3 separate regions of the Mus musculus genome follow, and regions 2 and 3 are each linked to region 1. The links are chromatin contacts, called in public Hi-C and HiChIP or PLAC-seq maps. All regions are on one chromosome and are shown on one strand. Each heading gives the region's core, a stretch centred on a gene start, on an enhancer-like site or on the middle of the called end of the contact. The rest is flanking DNA. Distances are from core to core; before and after follow the strand shown. Region 1 overlaps Atg16l1 (autophagy related 16-like 1 (S. cerevisiae)). Region 2 overlaps Eif4e2 (eukaryotic translation initiation factor 4E member 2). Region 3 has its middle 9.7 kb from the start of Hjurp.

The links. A called contact is a pair of places that touch in the nucleus more often than the background predicts. HiChIP or PLAC-seq counts read pairs in DNA pulled down with a chosen protein or histone mark.
Region 2: a contact with region 1 is called in an H3K27ac HiChIP or PLAC-seq map of embryonic stem cells, with 6 times the contacts expected there. The contact joins two enhancer-like sites. A contact is called at or near these places in 5 of 39 promoter capture datasets (the HPC-7 cell line, cranial neural crest, frontonasal cranial neural crest and 2 more), 9 of 484 Hi-C or Micro-C datasets (B cells, the G1E-ER4 cell line, the HL-1 cell line and 4 more), 8 of 115 datasets of contacts at active chromatin or transcription factors (T-cell acute lymphoblastic leukemia, bone marrow-derived macrophages, embryonic limb bud and 2 more) and 2 of 9 other capture datasets (adipose tissue and liver).
Region 3: a contact with region 1 is called in a Hi-C map of liver, with 4 times the contacts expected there. The contact joins two enhancer-like sites. A contact is called at or near these places in 3 of 39 promoter capture datasets (the C10 cell line, the HPC-7 cell line, HPC-7-derived erythroid cells and 1 more), 8 of 484 Hi-C or Micro-C datasets (B cells, LSK cells, brown adipocytes and 5 more), 5 of 115 datasets of contacts at active chromatin or transcription factors (the SCID.adh cell line, bone marrow-derived dendritic cells, extraembryonic endoderm stem cells and 2 more) and 3 of 9 other capture datasets (adipose tissue, embryonic stem cells and liver).

The regions. Positions count from the first base shown.
Region 1 is chr1:87,771,568-87,776,007 of GRCm38.p6, reverse strand. It overlaps Atg16l1 (autophagy related 16-like 1 (S. cerevisiae)), which reads right to left. Exons shown (of 18, transcript NM_029846.4): 7 at 1,777-1,863; 8 at 1,139-1,195; 9 at 149-251. Among named protein-coding and RNA genes, the nearest start is that of Atg16l1, 18 kb to the right of the region's middle. Within about 2 kb of position 2,522, at least 19 of the 459 cell types and tissues checked have an H3K27ac peak or open chromatin away from gene starts, as enhancers often do. A contact at or near this core is called in embryonic stem cells, hepatocytes and liver, where this site is marked.
Region 2 is chr1:87,223,480-87,227,919 of GRCm38.p6, reverse strand. Eif4e2 (eukaryotic translation initiation factor 4E member 2) reads right to left here. Exons shown (of 7, transcript NM_001039170.1): 4 at 3,463-3,567; 5 at 1,918-2,070; 6 at 1,687-1,823; 7 at 1-119. The coding sequence ends at 47. Among named protein-coding and RNA genes, the nearest start is that of Eif4e2, 12 kb to the right of the region's middle. Within about 2 kb of position 1,964, at least 8 of the 459 cell types and tissues checked have an H3K27ac peak or open chromatin away from gene starts, as enhancers often do. A contact at or near this core is called in embryonic stem cells, where this site is marked.
Region 3 is chr1:88,285,056-88,289,495 of GRCm38.p6, reverse strand. No RefSeq gene overlaps it. Among named protein-coding and RNA genes, the nearest start is that of Hjurp, 9.7 kb to the right of the region's middle. Within about 2 kb of position 1,830, at least 19 of the 459 cell types and tissues checked have an H3K27ac peak or open chromatin away from gene starts, as enhancers often do. A contact at or near this core is called in hepatocytes and liver, where this site is marked.

The DNA of each region.
Region 1 (4,440 bases), core at 1,273-3,772:
CATACCTTAATTCCCCACAGGTCACAAAGCCAGCAGGTCTAAATAAGTCAGCAATGGAAAGCCTAGATGTAGCTCTCAAAGGACCAGTTAGTTCCAGATCCTGCTACCATCCCAGACTCAGAGGGGACTGAGTACAAAGCATACTTACGAAGACATACGAGGCAGTAGTTGGGACTCTCACATCTTTACCAGAAGCAGGATGAGTGTCCATGATATCCTGGGGGACTGGGATGGAAGAGACAGAGCGTCTCCTAAGGAATAACACAAAGGCAGACATTATACAAAACTGCACAGGATCAGTATCCATGAGATTGCCAGAAAAGCCTCAATGATGACCTCGTTTAAGCAGTGTGCCCGTGCTAATAGCTGTTGTCTTTCTAGACCCTCCAAAATTCAGGGTTCATACCATCTCACTCAAATGACAAGAAAGAGTTAGCCATACCTTACTTCTTGTTTGCTAACTCATGGGCTCCAAAACCCAGCACTGAAGCAGTCTCAAATGAAAGCTGCTTCCCTGTCAGTCAACTGTGGGAAAACCGTCTCGACCTAACACACTAGCTAGCTTAGAGGCGAACTCCTGGCACTTTGAAATACTGTTTTACGCTTACGATTTCCATGCCTATTTACAACCACCCTCAGTTTTTACACTGTGGTCAAGGCAAAGTCAAAGGCATGCTAAGAGAAGAGCATCAAGAGCGCAATGACTGCATGGAGCCCAACCTGACTGCCCAGCTCCAGGGCTCCAGCATTCATTCCTAGGAGCATGCAAAGCATCCTGGTTAGCATGTGGACATCGATGATTGCGGGCAGCACAGCGTGATCAGCACGATTATCAATAACCCACACTCACATGCTGGGCTGAGAGGGTAATATTTTCACCTGGCAGCATCAGAAGAATGATGTCCCAAAAGGGGAGATTCGGACAGACTAAAGGGAAAGGCCATAGATCAGCTCGCAGCAAGATAAAAAGAAAGGAAGTTGCAGAAAGAGGAAGAAGCTAAACGACAAGCTGAATTAAGGCATCCTTGTTCTTGGAACCACTGAAATTCTGGTGTACATTAAAAATAATACATCACATACATATGCTTAGGAATATTTACACATTTTCAAAAGGAAAGGTGAAGGTCTTCTAACCTACCCAAAGATATTAGTGATAGAATCCAGAAGGCCTCCAGCAGGCTGCGAGAGTCGCTTACTAAAGAGGAGGGGAGGATAGGTTTAAACCTTAGAAACATTTTGCCCCAAATCAAAACAGCCCCTAAAAATAAGTACCTGGGAATACACTTTCCATTCCCAAATCCCAGCCAAGACAAACTCAACACAGCATTTGAACCACCAGGAAATAGTAAGGAGGGAGAAGGAAAACCCAGCCTACTGTCTTAAAGAAACAAAAGGCTCTCAGGATTAACCTGATCTTCCTGCAAATGACAAGGAATCTGTCTAACATACCTAAACACTTCTGGGTACTCATGGTAAATCCAATGCATTCTTTCAGCTCTACTTTAACAAGACCCTAAGTATCTGTCCTTGTGTCCTAGGCTCTCATCACTATGTATAATAAAGTTTAACGGTTCACTCATCTCTCAGAAGGCCATTGTACCTGTTTGTGTTAGAAATGTTAGGCCACTGGTACCCTGTCTCCCTTCCACTCTCCTCTCTGTGGGGTGGACAGGGCGTGGGGGCTCTGGGTACATATGACTAGGTTCTCATGTCCACAAATGAGCAGTCACAGTGATGCTGGCGCTTGCCTTTCGCCCACCCAGCCAGTCCACTCACGTAGCTGCTCTGCTGACAGCTCGGACGGGAGAGGTCTCTTCTGTGTGGTCTGAGGTCTCATCCACAATGACTTCAATGTCATCATCCCTGGAAAGAAATGAAAGAGCATCTGTCATTGTGCCAAACAGGAGGTGTGCAAAGGCCAGTACCACATTCTATTGATGGATTCTCTCTGGAGACTTGGTTGCAAAGTGATGGTGAAGAAGAAAAGGGAACTCCACGATGTGAGAAACTAACGGTTGTACCTACTCAAAACCAACAGTGCCAAATGAGAATAAAGAATTTCCCAAAGCAAAACCTAAACGTGTGTGCTTCTGATGGCTAGAGTCTGCACACTTCCTGTGATACCCATGCTCCTTTATCCCAGCGGATGCCAGGCACCTCTGGAATTCCTCTCCCTACATATTCTTGTAGGTCAATTCTTTCCTGATGGTATGGGAGGCAAGCAATTATTTTGATATTAATGATCACTTGTGTTGCAATCTTCATGAGCAAAATAGCTTAATAAATTAAGAGATCACCACCACTTCCTGTTTGGAGGCTTAGGAATGTGAAGGCTAGATTTGTTTTTCCTTTCAGTGACTGTCTGGATAATGAGCATATATACTTAAGAACCTGTTACACCAAGGCCAAGTAAATTGATTTTTCCCTTATTTACTCTAGGATTACACAGAACTGCCTCACACTCTTGGCTGGGGTAGAGAAGAGAATAAAGAACATGGCTGTGCCTGGTTTCCTACTTGGCTGGCTTTCCTAGACCTAGAGTTTGAGAGTCAAAGGAGAAAGACGGCAAGAGGAGCTGAGTCTACAGTCATGCTCTGATGGGGTTTCAACACCCCAGAAAATACCAGGACCTGCCAAGTCATCACCTCTAGCCCAAAACGTGCATGTTTCCAACCCACACTGGCACAGCCCTGAGGAGCACACAGACTAGGGAAGCCTCTTTAGCAGGCCCTCCCAGATTTGCATTTCAGCACAAGCTCTCTATGTGGAGTCCTGGGCAGGATGCTGGATCCTTTTCATCTAGTCACCTGGTTACATTGGCAAACAAGAGGCAAGACATGACACTACCTTTTTTTCTTGTTTTTCTTTTTAAAGTAACCAAATCTCATTTTTAGGCAACCTGTGGGAAGCCACATGTGCCGTTGCAGAGTGGCACTGACTACTGCTGGCCACCACGCATAAGTTTGGACAAACAACCAATGTGTACATATGCAGTAAAGTTTTTTGCAAAGACACTGCCTGGCCCGGGCATGATAATGAGGTTCTGTAAGGTACTGAGAGTATAACCAATCAGATGTGAGACATGCAAATGAGGTATGATAATGAGGTTCTGTAAGCTACTGAGAGAGTAACCAATCAGATGTGAGACATGCAAATGAGGTATGATAATGAGGTTCTGTGAGGTACTGAGAGAGAGTAGCCAATCAGATGAGGAACATGCAAATGAGGCGTAGTACATAACCAATCCGGGTGTAAGACACGCCTCTCCTAGGCCTATAAAAGCAGCACCAGTTCTGGGCTCGGGGTCTTTTCGCCTCTACAATCAAGCTCTCCCAATAAATGTGTGCAGAAGGATCCTGTTGCAGCGTTGTTCTTCCTGGCCAATCGAGCACGCGCAAGAGCAACCCATTTATTTACTTTGTGGGTATGAAAAAATACACCAAGACCAGTTTTCTCCATTGAGGTCAGGAGACACACACATTCATGTTCTCTCCTTCTAGAGCAAAGGTTTAGCAGAACAACTTTCATTTCTTCAAGGAGGGGGTGTATGGGTGGACAGCTCGGGTTTAAACCACTCCTCTTCACTTAAAAGAAAGCAATAAAAATTCTATTTTTTAAAAATGTAAGTTTACTTATGTATGTTTAGCCTGCATGTATGTATGTAGGAGGTCAGAAGAGGGCACTGGGTCTTATAGCTGGAGATAGAGAGATGGCTGTGAGCCACCATGTGGGCACTCAGCAAGAACAAGCATTTTAAACTGCTGAGACCTCTCAGCCCAGGAGCCAATACACGTTTACGTAACAGTAGGTCTGAAGCTAAGATATTCCAGCAGAAAACCCATCCTGAATCAGAGCAGAGAGGACGATTACTGAAACACCCACCACTTAACAGACCTTCCAGTGCCAGGCTCTCCATCTTCATTAGCAGGTGGACTAGGGAGAGCTGATTCAATTTCATTTCTTTTTGCAGAGATCACTGACCTCACTTATGCTTAAAAAAACTGGACAAACTTCCACTAAGGTGACAGACCAAGAGAGTAAGAGACTGATAGCACAGCACAGATTACATGATCATGTAATCATCTGATAAGAGAAAGGCCAATGATCCGAGTGTCCACAGAAACCGTAAGGCGGCTCTGTGTGCAGGAAGTTAGTCATGAACAGCTGACTGCTGTCAACAAGGAAAATTTCTTAGAAAGTAATTTGGGGAAATATCCAAAAGTCCTAAGCCAACACATATTACTTTAAAATTTTATCCCAAGTAACTGATTTTAAATACTGTCAAAGACCATGTTCAGTACATTATTTCTAAGTGCAGCAAGAAGCCACCAGAGTGAAATTAACTGAAATGGCCATGTGCTGACTGCCTGTTCAGTGGTGATAATATATTTTTCTTTTCTGCCTTTAATATTTTAACTTTGAGCTGTGGCTGTAGTTCCA
Region 2 (4,440 bases), core at 715-3,214, 550 kb after region 1:
CGATGATGCCAGCTTCAATGATGGTGCCATCCAGAGAGGGAGAGGGTCATGGCACATTCAATCGCGGCTTCCAGAGGTTTTGAAAAAGGAGCCTTTGGGGGCCCAGCCTGCCTGGCATTCTAGTGGAAGTGCAAAAGGTAGCTCATTGGGAGAGGAAAGAGAGTGGGGAGCAAGGGAAAGTAGCATCTGGGTCTTGAGGAGGGTGCTACGGCTGCAGGGCAGGAGTCCCAGAGGCTCCTAGGTCCTGGAAGGATCTGTTTATGGGACTTTACAAGTCAAGATGAACTGTCTCCAGGTATCAGAAAGGGAGAACAGTGGGGAGTGAATGGAAACTATCCTTTCCCTTTCCTAACCAGGTTAAATGGGAATCCAGCAAACAAGAATCCTAGGGAAAGATGTAGACCTTATGAGCTTAGACTAAACCTAGCAGGAGGGCAGACACTATCTCTGTCCTGCAGCAGAGTGTAAGACAGACCTGCTCTAAGAAAAACAGTACTGACACATGACTACTGAGACAAGCAACCAGGGCCACAGATGGCAAATGAGTGCTGGTGGCTCCAGGGAGTCAGAGCCATCTGACATAGGACCAATGCCCATGGCAGTACTCCCAGTCAAAAACTGGCACCTAGCTGGTGTAAGTGAACTCCACCACGACATCATATGTGAACACGTGGGAAAGAGTCTCACAGAGTCTGCCTGCTGATGACAACCACCGTCTGACTATTAGTCTTGAATAGGAATGGCAGGATGATGATATTGTACTAATGATGACAACAATGATACTTGGTCCTGTAAGTGTTCTTGCTCTGAGGACCTTCAGTTATTAAGATTAAAACAACCTAACCACAACCTTACTATTTATTTCTGGACTCCCATCTTATAGCTGGAGACACTGAGGCAGAGTTGTAGAGACTTGCCAAAGGCACATACTGGCTCAGGGCCACAGGAGACAATAAACATAAAGAGACCTGACTCCAGATGGCTGGCTTTCCTTCCACCTATGAGACAGTCTGGAAGCCACTCCCACAACTTATTCATAATGACCTGATCTCATCTGTCACTGTCCCTGAAGGAGAAGCCCTCACCAGTGATTATTGATATGGAGAGCACTCACTGTCTTCAGTGGGATACAAAGCTGCTTTTTCCTGTGTCTCTACCCTCCCTTCTCCTCTCTCACAATCTACAGTACTTCACCTAGACTCCAGATCTATACATACAAAGTAAAGTCACCACTCATAAAAAGAAGTCACTTTCCCAAGACAAAGAGTACAGACTAAAGCTAACAGGTTAAACAGACATGCAAAGGTGGGGTCAGGGTGGGCAGGGAAGAGGATTTTATTGTTCAGTAATTGTCTTTTAAAACAGCCAAGAGAAACTTCTGAAAGAGCTTTGTCTTTCATTTTAAAATAGTGGTTAGCATAAGAAAGACAAGACAGCCTATAGAAAAGAAACCAGCCCAGGTAGGAAAACTGGGTTTCTGCAGAAGGGCCCTTTGCGCCATAGCACCTTGGTAGATCCTTGGAGCCTCACTAACAGGAACTTCAAGTGGCCAAAGCCCTGGAGGGGGCTGGTATGTCCCTATGTCACAAGTCAGTGTCATATATGACAATATTCATCTGGGCCCAACTATGGAGCTACTCCTGCTAAGCTCAGGGACCTGTCCCCCCCAAGCCCCCCAACACGTACTTGATGCTGTCGGTGTGAGTTTTGTATTCCATAATGGTGTTGGGAGGTAGGTTAAGCACGCGCCGAAGAGTATCCCGGATTCGGGCTGTAGTTGCTTGGTCGCTGGCAGTCTTATTCCATATAGAAATAATGTCCTCCTAAGGGAGGAACAGAGTGAATTATCAAACCAACCAGAAGTAGCAAAGACAACAGCGGCAACACAAGAAAGAGCACTGGCCTAGACTGACTTACCTGAAAGCGGACAGAGACCACAGCCCCGCAGATCTCCTCCCCAACCATGAATTGCTCCCCGAGCATAGCCAGGATGAGATTCTCCCAGCAGCGGGAAGCTAAGCCCTTCCGGAGTCGAATGATCCACTTGCCCCCATTTTTATTTGCATCATCCTATAGAAAGACAGAAAGCATCAAGGTTAAACTACTGGTCCACAATGTCATCTTTGAATACCAAAGAATACTTCTGAAGACCAGTGAAGTCTGGCCACTTTCCAATTTGACATTATTTCAATGTTAAGGAGAGAAGAAACAGGGAACAAAAAAAAGCAAGAAAAAAAGGCAGGCATCCTTGATTTAAATAATTTTTTAAAAGGACTAAATAGATCTTTTAAAAGAATCCACTTTTATCTGAATTATTTCAGGAATCACAGTGAAATGGTATATATTTCAAACACAGACCATAATCACCTTTTGCTAAAATCTGACTGTCACTAAGTACCAAGTACACAGGTAGAAGCTCAGATCGTAGCACAGGCACAATGGAGTAGAGATACACAACAAATTAATTACAGCCACACAGCCTAATGAGTACTACTGTAAGCATGCACACAGGATGGTGAGAGCATAGGGCAGAAACCTCCAAGGGAACACTTAAGCTGGGCCTGAGGGAAACATGTAATACGTAAAGCAGAAGGATGCTAAGGGCATGGGAGGAACAGGTCTCACTGAGCCAGGAGGAAGGGAAGATTTTTCACATTTTCTAGAACAGTTATTTTTTTTTCTTAGAAAAATGCTCTGGCCCTGGAGTAGAAGTGTTGTTCCAGAATGCAGTCAAGTAACAGCTCTTCAAAGAGATCACAGAGCTCGCTTCCAGACTCCTGGTCTTCTAGAGTTTTTTTCTTGCCACTTTAATCCTCTATCTACTAAGCAAAAGCATTGCACATACATATGCACACAGACTTGTTCTAAGGGAACCAGGGCATTTAAAGAAAACTTTTACTGCTATAATAGCACCATTTGAATGACAGCATCTAAGATGGTTTGAGTAAGAATGGCCCTTAAAGGCTCATATATTTGAATTCATAGTCACCAGGAAGTAGCTCTATTTTAAAGAATTAGAAAGATTAAGAGGTGTGCTCTTGCTAGGGCAAGTAGGTCACTGGGGGTGGATTCTGAGGTTTAAAATTTAAAAGTCCAGGGTCTCATCCTTTGCCTATAAATCCAGACACTCATCTGCTGTCCCAGCACCACGTCTGCCTGCATGCCATTATGCTACCCACCATGATGACAATGGACTAAATATTTGAAATTAAAAGCAAGCCCCAACTAAATGCTTTCTCTCTTAACAGTCACCTTGGTCATGGTGCCTCTTATAGCAATACAACAGTGACTAAGAAAAGCCATAAGCCATGAACACATACAATTGCATCAAATAGTGTTACAGCTTTGAGAGAAAACTTCAAAAGTCTTTTAACCCTGGCAGAATTTAAAATTAAATTTAAAGCAAATAGATAAAGAAAAATGAGTCTGCTCCTAAAAGCAGCTAGAGACACCAGTCCTTACCTCCCACATAGGTTTAATCCCTTCTTTGAAGAGATGAAAGTCACTGTGGCCTGTCAGGTCCCCAGGACGTACCATGTGGCTGTAAAACTTCCAGAACTGCTCCACCTGTAGAAAGAAGAGCCAAGGGTACAAGGACTTTAATCTCTTCTTTGAATGCACACAAAGCTGTATTACTGAGAACAGAAACATGGGAGACACCCTGCCTCAGGTACCTTCTTTAGGGGATACATTTTCATTTGGAGCAGGGTAGAAAGAAGACTATCATATAGGGTTTTTATTTATTTAAGACAAGGTCTCTTGTAGCCCAGACTGGTCTTGAACTGACCTACCTCCTGCCTCTACCTCCCAAGCTTGCACTACCATGCCTGACTAATACAGTTTAATCAAAGAAAAACAAAACAAGACAAAATAAAACACAACGCACAACACTTTCAATACAAGGATAAACTGGGCGGGAGAGCTGACTCAGGGCCAAGTACTCTGGTTTAACTTCCAGAGGACCCAGATTCATTTCCTAGCACTCATGTGGCAGCTCACTACCATCTGTGAGTGACAGTTCCAGGGGATCCAATACCTTCTTCAGACTATGCACACTGTACACATGTGATGCAGATATACATTCAGCCAAACACTAATACAGATAAAATATTTAAAATCTAAAAAAACAGTTTATGAAAACTGCTGGCCTCCATTAGCAGCTTGAGGTGGCAAAGGAGGCCACGCTGACAAGTACCACCTCTCATGTAATAACAGCGCCAGCTCTTTGCACAACTGAAAACTTTTTATACTGAGGGATGTCAGGAAACACAAGGCCTCACATGTATATACTTGTAGAGCCAAATCTAATTTTCTTATTTTGTTTAGATAGGGCCTCACACTATAGCCCAGGCTGAACTAGATCTAGAGTTTCTACCCCTCCTCTCAGCTGGAAAGATTATGTCTCTTCTTTATTTACCTTGAACGTAAGAAAACTAGATT
Region 3 (4,440 bases), core at 581-3,080, 510 kb before region 1:
TAGATATGGAGAGAACCCAGAAATACACTTAAGCTTCCACCTTTAACTCCATGCTGGAGGAAGGAACTACCGTGGAAAACTTCAAAAAGTAAACAATTTGAACATTTTAAATCACATGCTGGGCTAAGCAGTGTGATGAAGCCATGCCACCCCCATCCATCCTGCTAAGGACACAAACCTCTCTGTCCAGTGTATCTGAACTGTATATGCTACCCTCCCGCTAGCCCTGTTGGTACCCATCCTGGTTGTCTCACCAATGTTGTAGGGCTTACATTCAAGCTACTCTTCTTTGACTTAATCACAGCACCAGACCACAAAAAGCAGTGATGCAGATAATTGAATCTTGTCATAGAGAAGTTATACATTAAAAAAAAAAACAAAAACAAAAGCAAAGGTTCTTGACTTAATGAGAAAAAAGTTGTATGGATGATGTTGCTAAGACTTAACAGAAGAAAGACAAATCTGCCATCCACAGCATTGTGAAGAAATAGAAGTTTACACTGATATGGTCATAACACCTTCAACTGCAAAAGTTACAGCCACAGTGCGTGCCCCAGGAGAAGAAAGAGCCACATGGGCACATGTTCTAAAAGCAGGCCACTCACGCCTGTGTATTTCACATCTTCTCTGTCCTACTTTAATGTTTCGTGAGCATTTTAATGTCAGATGTATTTCCAAGACTTACAATCCTATTTTAGAACAGCCCATAATATATTGTTTGCATTCATTTGTTCATTGAGGAAATATCACTGTTTCTACCCCTACACCAGACACCATTCAAAGCAGGAAGGCACAGAAAGAGAAGGGGCTTCCTGGCCATTCTTTTCAGGGGTGGGGTAGGGTTGAGGAGGGGATGACCATAAGCAAACAGATGAATATATGAGAGGCTGAGGGATGGCGAAAGCAGTGAGAACAGCTGTTCTAGCCTGGTGTTTGTTGCTATGACAAACACCATGACCACTAGCAACTTAAGAGGAGGAAAGGGTTTGTTTCAGCTTACAGGTCTTGGTCCATCCTAAAATAAAAGTCAGAGTAGGAGCTCAAACCAGAAAGTGAAGGCAGAAACCATGGAGGACACTGATTGCTGGCACTGGTTAATATGAAATATCTGCTTTTCTGTTTGCAAAGGGATCACTACCCTGATAGGGGAGTTAACCACTTGAGACCAATGTTCCTGGGGGTCAGCCAACTCTTAGGCTGACTTGATAAGGCTTGTTTTGTCATCGACTAAACTCCAGCATTAATGACTGCAGAGTTCAAAGTGCAAAAGGCAAAGGTCCACAGGAGTTCCTGCCTAAGAGCACAGGCCCACTTCTGCCTGCTTTGCCCCATTGGGCTTTCCCACAGTTCTTCAGTGAATGGCTCTAATGGGCAAATGGATACTTATAACACCATAACTGAAAGGCGGGGCCTTTTGGCCATTTGAGAATTAGCATCTCTAGGACATGTCTGTCTATGTGCACTGTCCAGAGAATGACTTTCCCTTGAGTCAATCTCCAGCTCCAACATGGCAGCCTTGGTCACCGGGGAACCAGTGCTGTCTTTTGAGACCTCATGCTGCTGAACTCGGGGAGAGAACACTTGTTGAAGTTTTCAGGCATTCGCAGCTTTGAAGCAGTCCTTATGGTTTGCTTTTACCGTGCCAATAAATAGGTTTATTTTATTTTTAATTATGTGTGTCTCTGCAGGGTATGAGCCCTTGCATGCAGTGCCCATGGAGGCCACAAGAGGGCACAAGAACTCTTCGAATTGGAGCTACATGGGGTGAATATTCAACTGAAATGGAAACTGAAATCAGACTTGGGTCCTCTGGAAGAGAAACCGACACTCTTAATCACTCTCTAGTTTCAGCCAATAAAATTTCTCAAAAAGGTAGCATATCTGGACAGTCAAATAAATGATTAGCTAGCTGTTTCATCATTTCTCCAATCTGGCTCCAAATGTTAACTGAATCACTCTAGCCATCTTCTGTCCTCCCAGCCACTTCATCCTCACCCCAGATAATACCAATGGCGGCCCCCAAATTCACTTGTGCTATGCTATAAACACTCAGCATTGACTCTGAGGGGAGGAAGACTGGGTTGTTTGTTTGTTTGTTTGTTTTGCTCTCTCTCACACTCCAAGGTCTGCGGTCTTGACCTAGAAGACCCTTTGCCTTTCTCATCCAGACCAGAGTGGATATCCTAAAAAATGCTTTCCTCTGCCCTTCCTTGGGATGAGTGTGCAAACCCTACAGCCGGGAATGGCTTAAAGCACTTACCCTGCTGCAGGCCCCGGGAACTATGCTGGCCACTCAGAAGGCACCTTCCAAATGCTAGCACCACACGCAATGCTCCTTCACTTCTCCCTTGAAACCTGTGGCTGAGGCAGCAGGGGCTCACTGACTTTCGGGAGGGTTGACGCTACTGTCTTAGAGGTCCTCATCGACTCGTGGGGCGGGTCGGAAGGGCACCACAGCCTGCAGGCATTTGGCACGGTCTTCCTTGACAGTGAACAGGTCACCCTCATCAGGGTTTATCCAAGCATCAAAATTGTGAGTTCTGCACTAGAGTTTATAGCTCCCATGATCCTCTTTGGCTCCAGGCCCCTAGCAGGATTTTCTACCTTTTCTTTCTTCTGCTGTTCACTCTCCTCTCCCCATCTGCTGAGGGCTCAGCCAAGAGTTGCACCGGATTCTCTCTAGCTGCGTGTCGTTCTTTTGAGAAACCTTCCCACTTTAGGAGACCCAGGAAATTTTCCCACCATGCATCTCTCTCTTCATCTTCTTCTGTTTTCTCCTCCCGTGGTGCTAGCCAGCTTTCCTGGTGTAAAGAATGAGAGCACCCCGTAGTCTGCAGGGCATCACTGGCACTACCAGCCATCACGTGCCCATCCAGGTGATGCGTAGATCTTCTCACACGCCTAGCATGCCTGGCAGCGCATGCTTCTCTCTCATCGCGTGCTTCCCAGCATGGGATTTGCTCTGTGACACTTTGGGGTTGAATAGTGAACTAGCTTTTGCACATGTGTGTCTCTTTCTTAAGTCGAAGCCTCTCGTATTCTGGGCTAGCCTGTGAACTTGCTGTGTAGCAGAGGATGGCCTTGAACTCCTGATCCTTCTTCTGCCTCTGCCTTCTAAGTAGTAGAAGTACAGGAGTGCTTCCACTGGTGTGCAACACATGGATTGTGCTGTGCTTGGGGTCCCATCTGGGGCTTCATGTAGTAGTGTGTGGACTGATCTGGAACCCCCTATTTTAACCTACATTGTCCATTACCCGAATGCCTTCATGCTCCTTGATTCTCTTGTGAATCTCCTGTTCTTGCTTTTCACGTGTGTCTGCCTGCTCTCATTGTTCATGTGTTTGTCTGCTTGCCTGCCTGTCAATGCTGATTCACAAGAATTTAGGCACCAAGAACAGAAGCTGTGTTTACAAGGACACACAGAAGCTCACACCAAACCGATTGTGTTCTTTTCAGTATTTCCTTTGATGATTAATGAAAATAAAACCCAATGTCAGAAAAAGGCAAAGTAGGATACTGCAGGGCTGGTTAGCACTGGAAAGCTAAAAACGCTAATTCTTAACACTAGACACACAAAGGCGTGAAACAGGACAAACACACGGGACAGACATACTGACAAATGCAGCAGTAGCTGGCAGGTGGTTGACTAGATCAAAGGTCTAGTAAGACAGGAAGAAAAAGCAATCTTTTTAATAAACTAGAATAACCGTGTGCCGGAGGCAACTGTGTAACTCAGCAACTCTGAAGAGTGTTATCCTTTGATGAAAGACTCCAGGGGCCACACTGTGACTCACACCATTATTTTTGCCTTCATGGACTCCCCTCTTACAATAAAAAAAGGGGGTAAGATGCAAAAATGATAGTGTTATGGCTTTATAAAGACTTAATCAATCTAGGCTGTACCAAATCCGTTTTTATTTCAACTTTAAAATTTAAAATGTACTGAGGCTAGAGAGATGGGTCAGTGGTTAAGAGGCACTGCTCTTGAAGAGGATCCAGTTCTGTCCCCATCACCCACACTGGGCTGTCTCAGTCACAAGCACTTGTAACTCCAGTTCCGGGGGACCTCATGCCTCTGGCCTCCACAGGTCAGGTGCATAGACGCACAGAGAGACACACATATTCACATAATTAAAACTAGAAATATGAACATCTTGAAACTTGAAACATTCCCGCGATCCTTTAAAGCATCCGTGAGGGAGAAGCCCTTGGCGTGTGGAAAGCAGCCCTGGCTGCTGAGGTGACAATGACGCCGTCAGTCATGCAGCTCCATTGGGGGTTGCTTCCACGGAAGAGATCCCCTGGCCCAAGAGGATGGAGCCAGGAGACTGGTCCTCGCAGGTGTCCAGAGACCTGCCATCTTGGTCTAAAGCCAACCCTGAGGCAGCTCACTTAGATCTAGAGCCCCCTAGTGGCCTGGCACTGAGTGAGCAGCAGCCC